Regions from separate parts of the Mus musculus genome. Here region 2 is linked to region 1. The links are chromatin contacts, called in public Hi-C maps. All regions are on one chromosome and are shown on one strand. Each heading gives the region's core, a stretch centred on a gene start, on an enhancer-like site or on the middle of the called end of the contact. The rest is flanking DNA. Distances are from core to core; before and after follow the strand shown. Region 1 overlaps Gm45959 (a long non-coding RNA gene). Region 2 has its middle 62 kb from the start of Gm30056.

Region 1 (3,720 bases), core at 358-2,857:
ACTCCCCTGTCCTTATCTGGTGAGTGAAGTTTTGTATTGGGATGAAGATTGACCCACTGGGCTTTGTGCGAGATACCCAAGTACTCTATTATCTGAGCAGCCCTGAATTTTATATTTCGAAAAGTATGCATAAATAAACACTTATTGGATGCAAAATTAAGCCTTGCCACCTCCCTCTAACCCCCATATTTAGCTGTTGGCTTAATAATATGGTTTGGTTTTGCACAGTAAAGGTGCTTAGTAAAATTTCCACTATTGAACAAGCTGATCCCACTGTTCTTGGATCTTGATGTGTTTCAAAAATATAGTAAATGCATTATTATAGTACCTCCTTCATGGTCAGCTTGTATTGGATTAAATAAGACAGGAGTGAATGAGTTACAGGCATGAGTCTGGGCATGAAAGAGTCCTGATTTTTTTCCGTGCTCTAAACTTAGAATATTGATTTTAACAATAGGATAAGAGTACCTTGTACAACGAGGCAACTTTGAATTTTTTTTTTTTTTTGTGTGTGTGTGGTCAATACAATAGAAGGGCCCTAAAAAGTTGTCATTTAACATTATTTTAGAAATAATTTTGGGGGCTAATGTGTGTGTGTGTGCCTGTAAAATAAAATCAGGGGTTGGAAAGATGGCTCAACAGACAACAAAGAGCTTGCTGCTAAACCTGACACCCAGAATATGATTCCTGGAACTTCGGGGTGAAAGGAGAATCACCTGCTTCCAGTTGCCCGTTGACCTCCACACATGTGCGGTTGCTTGGCATGAATGTACTCCCCCCTCTCCCACAGTCACACAGTAAAAGATTGCAATAAAAATTTTAAATGTTTAATAGGATTTAAAGAGCCGAGTGACATTATCATAAGAAAAGTCCTCCTTTCTATTCACTACAGTGTGTGCTTGCTTTAATATGCACTGTGCTCTCCTGGCAAATCCTTAAAATCCCCAAATTCTACAGAACTCTTTAAACTTTTAAAGACAAATCTTGTAGCCCCGCACGTCGGTGCGTGTCCGTAATCCCAGCACCTGGGAAAGAGACTGGAGTGTCAATATTGAGTTAAAAATGTACTAGCGGACATACAGTTTTTCTGATTTTTTTTTTCTGAGGATTTTAAGGATTTGTCAGCCAAAGGTTTCCACTGTAGGGTACAGTGTTCTTTTCAGTGACACCTTTAATATTTACTTTCTTCCTCCCTTACAGGACCTGTTCGCTGCTAGTGGCCAAGTCACTTAGTCTTCAAGAAGGGCTGGGATGAAGGCAGGAACACCACAGCATTAAAGATCAAAAGCTAACTTCAATATGCAAGGTTCTCAGCTTTGCTGTCCCCCCTGAAGTCTCTTGAGCTTTGGCCCCAGCCAGAGCTCTGTGTCCAGAACAGCAAGCTGCTCTGTGTTTTTGGTGAATCTGACCCTTTGTACCTGGTGTCTCCGTACAGTATGTTTCTGTAGTTATGTCTGTGGACTATTAAAGGAACAAACCAGAACAAGCAACGAATGGGAAATTTCCAGAATATTGTAATAAAGTGAGCTGTCCAGAGCTGAGGGGCAGAGTGTTCGGGGAGGGAGGCTTTGCCTTAGACTTGATAGGGAAGAGCACACAAGCCACATCCAGATGGTTTGCCAGCGGTGTCTGTTTATGTCATCAGAGGGGGATCTCAGACAGATGAATAAGGAACGCTCAGTCCTGTGTCATGTTGGTCGTCTTTAGGGCGCAGGGATACACAATTTAGTTTGTCATGTAGGAGATAAAGAATGGGCATTCTTAAGGTTAGTGTCTGGCCTTGTAACCCATAAATGAAGGGCTTGTCTATGTCTGGGGAGAGTGAGGGGAAAGAGTCGAACTCTCTATCTTATTGAACTCAAAGCTTCTTTAGTTGTGGGTCATAACCCTGACTGGGGTTGTGTAACTGAATGTAAGAGCTATAAAAATCTGGCAAGTGTAAAGGGTTTCTGGAGGCACAGAGCCCCCTAAATTAATTCAAAATAAAACACACAAAAGTTGAGTTGTCTTTGGTAGTTACTGTTCACATTGCATCATGGGGAATCAATGCAGCCTCAGGTCTGAGAACGCATGTGCAGCCTCAGATCTGAACACGTATGTGCACTTTGCACTCTGCGCACATCACACCCCACGACACCATCACAAGCTGCCCGAAATGCAGCTCAGAATGGAGATCGTTGCATGCCAGGAAGCACAGTGTTGCCATTGTACATCTAAAGGTTTCTATACTGCCATAAAGTGATGTCATTATGGATAACAAAGACTTTTAATATCTTGCTACTATCAGTCCTTGGCATGCATTAGCATATTGCTGTGCTGTACTGTGTTTGCTAAACAATCCCTACCATCTCATCAGGATGCAAATTGATTTTAATCTTTAATAAATGATTGAATCATATGTACACTAAAGAATCGCTTTAAAATAAATTTGTGATTGGCCATCAGTCAATATTTTGTTTGTACGTTGTGCCCCTGTAAACCTGAGGTCGTGTAAAAGTTTCTCGGGTGGAGAGAAGTCATGATGGACAAGCTTTAAGACGTCTTGATGGCTCCAGTGCTGCAGCAGCGTGGCCGCCCCCCTTTCACCCGGCTGAAGAGCTGGTACATCTGGGTGAAGTTGGGTAGCCTGTTCTCACCCAGCAGGAGCTCCAGCCCTTTCTGCAGAACTGCTGTCAAATGTTCTCCTAAAAGCTGTTTCTCCACACAGGCAGCCAAAGGTTTTTGTGTGCTGTGGTCTAAGAAGGTGATCACTCGGTCTGCTTCCTCTTCTAGACGTTTCCTCACATGGCTAAGGTATTCTAGAACCTCCCTGTCCTGCATCAGCCTCTGACCTTCAGCAGCATAGACAGTCTCTTCCTAGAACTTCAGGTTAAATGAGTCTTTCTGCACCCGGAGATCTGAGAGTGTGCTTAGCAAACTCCAAAGCAGCCTCCTGTCCACAGCCTCTCCACTTTGTTCACGACTTTGGGACAACCATTGTCATCAATCCTGAGAAAGACAAAGACATGGTCCAACACCTGCTGGAATTTGAGGACAAAGTGGACCACATGGTGGAGGTATGCTTCCAGAGGAATGAGTGCTTCATCAACCCGATGAAGGAGTCCTTCGAGATGTTCATCAACAAGAGAACATACAAGCCTGCAGAGCTCATTGCTAGGTGATGAGGGCAACAAAAAAGCAACCGACGAGGAGCCGGAGAGGATCCTGGACAGGATCATGTCTCTATTTTGTTTCATCCATGGTAAAGACGTCTTTGAAACGTTTTATAAGAAAGACATGGCAAAATTGCTGCTGGTCGGGAAGAGAGCGTCGATGGATGCAGAGAAGTCCGTGCTGTCCAAGCTCAAGTGTGGTGAGCTCAGGGTGGGCCGGTCCCCGGGCGGGCACCATGCCAGCTCTATCTCACCCTTTTTTCACATACGCAGAGTGTGGAGCTGCATTTACCAGCAAGCTGGAGGGCATGTCCAAGGACATGGAGCTCTCCAAAGACCTCATGGTTCACTTCAAACAGCATATGCGAACCAAAGTGCACCAGGCCCCATTGACCTCACGGTGAACATACTCACCATGGGCTACTGGGCCACATACACACCCATGAAAGTGCGCCTCCCTCCAGAGATGGTCAGACTTCAGGAAGTATTCAAGATGTTCTACCTGGGCAAGCGCAGTGTCCGGAAGCTGCAATGGCAGACAACACTGGGACATGCCATGTTGAAGGCA
Region 2 (3,720 bases), core at 490-2,989, 100 kb before region 1:
CTTGCATGCATGGATGCATGAGATGCACATACATACATGTAAGCCAAGCATTCATACATATAAAATAAATAAATCTAAACACACACACACACACACACACACACACACACACCACACACACACACACCATTCCAGGGCCTGGAGAAACGGCTTAGTGTTTCAAAGCATTTGCTATTCTCTCAGAAAACCTAAAGTTCGGTGCCAGCATCCATGACAGGTGGCTCTCTACCACCTCTAATTACAATTCAAGGGGTTCCAGTGCTAGGCACCTGCACATATACAAAAGCAGATTATACACACATAAATATATTAAAAAAAACTACTTTGTATGAAGACCTAGGAGAACCTCCCCTTGAGTGGCTACAGTGATTTCACCCATCCTCCCTTGATAGATCAACAGGGTTGGCAAAACAAAATTCGAAATATAGCCCAGTTTTAGTAAATGTTATAGTGGAGGTAAGCATCTGAGTGCTGGGTTTGTGCTGATGCCATGGAAGTCTTCCCACTACAGCACTCCAGCTTGTTCCCCAAGTGCACACATGCACTTGTGCACAAACACACAGAACAGGAAACATCACCTGGGCTGGCTAGCTGTGTGTGTGGGGGGAGGCAGGGAGGGTGGTGGTGGTAGTGACAGAGCTGGAGTGCTGGTAAGGGCAGGGGGAGAAATGACAGAGGCGGAGCCAGTGATCTGACCCTCGGTGGGACTGGTCCTTCATGTGGGGTAGCAGAATGAGGTGGCTAAGATGAAGACCATTTCTGATCAGAGTGTTTCTCCAGACCTAGTGCCTTGCCCTAAACACATTCTGAGCTAGCTTTGGATCTTTCAGGGAACCCCTTCCCTTCCCTTCCCTTCCCTTCCCTTCCCTTCCCTTCCCTTCCCTTCCCTTCCCTTCCCTTCCCTTCCCTTCCCTTCCCTTCCCTTCCCTTCCCTTCCTTCTCTTCCCTTCCTTCCCTTCTTTTCTTCTCTTCCTTCCTTCTCTTCCTTCCTTCTCTTCCTTCCTATTGAAGTGGGGCGGGGCTATAAACTCTGAAAGCTGTACCCCAGTGATTTATGTCCTCCAGCAAGGCTGCATTTCCTAATGCTCCCGAACTCCCATAAACTCCCCAAACAGCATCACCAACTAGGGACCAAATACATGAGCCTATGAGGGACGTTTCTCATTCAAATCACCGCATGTGATCAACTCTGAAGTCCACGCACTGCAAGGTAATTCCACTGTTCTATTACTGAAAATTCTTTGGTTGGTGCAGTTTGGTTTGTGAGTTCTAGGCGTCCTCTTTGGCCAGTAAAAATGGAATTAAGATTCCCCACCCCCACCCCCAGCCATTTCCCTACCTGCCAGTTGAGAGTGAAGTTTGCAGCTTTTGCCAGCGATGTAGTAGCCACTCCTTTGGTTCACGCTGGTAGGGCGCTTTCGGATTGCCCAGGTAGGGCGCTTTCGGATTGTGATGGAAGGGTGCATTCTGATTAAATGTGACCTTGAAAGGGGTGGAGCTAAGGCACATGTTTCTGTCTAGTTGATGGGGAGGCAGAGATGATTCAAGTCCTCAAAGAATATACACAGGATGCCCAGGATTTAAATAGACAAAGGAAAGATTGAACTGTAGAGGTTTTGTTTTGTTTTGTTTTTTAGCTGGAGAGATGGCTCAGAAGTTAAGAACAGTTGCTGCTCTTGGAGAGGGCTTAGGTTTGGTTCTGTTCCCAGAACTGTATTGTGGCTCACAACCATCTGTAACTCCTGTGTCAGGGGAGGCAACACACTCTTATGACCTTTGCAGGCACCAGATGCACATGTGGTGCACACGGACACATGCGGGCAAAACACTCACATATACAACATAAAAAATAAATCTTAAAGAAAAGAAAATGCCTTTCATGGAGCCTGAGAAAGTTGAGGCCATGGCTGGCTGTCCCTGCAAGACAGCCGAGATGCCCATGGAAAGGGTTTGTGTTCAGTTGAGCAGGTTCCCAGAGACTCAGCCTAGCTCTCCACAGGGCAGTTTAAAACCATTAGAAGTTGAATCTATTTAATGTCAGAAGAAGTAAATCTGATTAGCCATTGAGAGAGGCAGGGACTTAAAATGTGGAAGAGAAGAAGGAATCTTAGGAGTCAGAACCTTGGCAGGGAGGAGGAAGAGAGCAGTAGGCTTGGACTGAAAGCGGCTTCACTCCTCAGGGAAGCAAGCAGCAGGGAGAGCCTGCTTCATTATGGGGCAGAGACCGGGATTGTTTGAAGCCCCCATTACACAGGAGAAAATCACCACGGGAGATGCATTTACTCATGGCCAATTAGAATGTACAGGTTGCGTGTTGGTGACTCAAGGGGTTCTATTTAATTGGCTATAGTTGGTATCTGATGACTGCCTTTGTAGGACTTCAGAAGTACGAGGTACCTAGCTAAGCTGGGTCACATGACAGTCCAGGTTGGGGCCTGGTAGGGACTTGTTTTGTGATGTTACTAATTATTTTCCTCTTTGGTTATATTTCCCTGCTGGGTGTGTAAGACTCTGTTGGTGGCCAAATGAACTTATTTTTGTCATTGGCAGCACAGGGTAGAACTCTGCAGTACCAAGTTGCACGTGATTTTGACTGGCTGCCGACTCTGCTGCTCTGACGTCCCAGGCTATGGGGCTATGGTTCTTAGTTGGGGGACGCTTCCTTGGGGACCTGTCCCCCTTTTGGCCTCTCAGTGGCCTTATCTCCATATTTAATGCTTGTGAAGCCATAGGTTCTATTTTCAAATTATATTTTTTCCCCCCAGATGTTCATAAAATACAAATTAAATCCTAAAAAGTTAGTTTGTGTATAATTTTTTTCTTCTGGATCAGTTTGGCTAACAGCATCCTAAGTTATCATTAAAGCGCCTGTTTTGTTTATAGATTTGAGAAATGTGTTTTTCTAAACTGTCGAATTTGCTCTGAGGAGTGTGGAAGGACTTATGAAAAAGGCAATGTAGCCCCAGGCTTGGATCCAGCTCAGTGGCGGAACTCTCACCTACCGTGGGGTGCTGGGCACAGCTCCTGAGTCCCAGAGGAATGAAAGCAAAGGAGGAACATTTTAAGTAAGCATAGGCCAGGTTGCTCTCCGCTGAGGGCGAGCCCCAGCCTTCCCACCCATGAGGCCCATCCTGGATGCTGCCCTCCTCACTCATCAAATGCTCACCCTGAGCCTGATTCCTGCGACCGCCTGGGGATGGGGGATCCGCCATTGTCAAGGAAGTTGGCCTTCCTTTGTCTTTTTCTGACTTTGAAAAGCTGCAATTGTTCACATTACCTTCATGCTGAACACATTCATATCTCTAGGTACTGGGACTGCCAAATAGCTAGTTTTTTTTTCTTTCTCCTGTTTTTATGAAGTTCTGGCATATTTTTGGCTCTCTTGCTTGAGGCCTGTTAAGCAGAAGTCATGCATAAATGCACAGCATGCATGCTTTTTACCCCCCCCCCCCGAATGTCTATGTCAGTTACAAAACTCTCCCGGCTCTGGCTGAAGACACTAGATAGTGGCTTAGAGACAGACGGCCTGCAGCAAATCTGTGAACTCAAGTTTTTTGTAAGTTCATGTGTTTTGTGTGGATTATGACTAAGTAGTTCAGGATGGCTTTGAACTCTCATCTCAGCTTCGTTTGCTGCAGGCTTCAGTATGCTGGGATGCCAGCCATTAAAGCTCTTCCTCACACCCTGTGAAACGAGCCCACCTTTGCTTGCCTGCCTCTG

What was found. Hi-C and Micro-C count contacts between places; a contact is called where the count stands out from the background.
Region 2: a contact with region 1 is called in a Hi-C map of uterus, with 2.9 times the contacts expected there. The contact joins two enhancer-like sites. A contact is called at or near these places in 2 of 484 Hi-C or Micro-C datasets (cerebral cortex and uterus) and 3 of 9 other capture datasets (adipose tissue, liver and pancreatic islet).

The regions. Positions count from the first base shown.
Region 1 is chr6:140,056,823-140,060,542 of GRCm38.p6, reverse strand. The region is part of intron 2 of Gm45959 (a long non-coding RNA gene); the gene reads left to right. It also overlaps the pseudogene Gm44156. Among named protein-coding and RNA genes, the nearest start is that of Gm45959, 11 kb to the left of the region's middle. Within about 2 kb of position 1,607, at least 4 of the 459 cell types and tissues checked have an H3K27ac peak or open chromatin away from gene starts, as enhancers often do. A contact at or near this core is called in uterus, where this site is marked.
Region 2 is chr6:140,161,425-140,165,144 of GRCm38.p6, reverse strand. No RefSeq gene overlaps it. Among named protein-coding and RNA genes, the nearest start is that of Gm30056, 62 kb to the right of the region's middle. Within about 2 kb of position 1,739, at least 7 of the 459 cell types and tissues checked have an H3K27ac peak or open chromatin away from gene starts, as enhancers often do. A contact at or near this core is called in uterus, where this site is marked.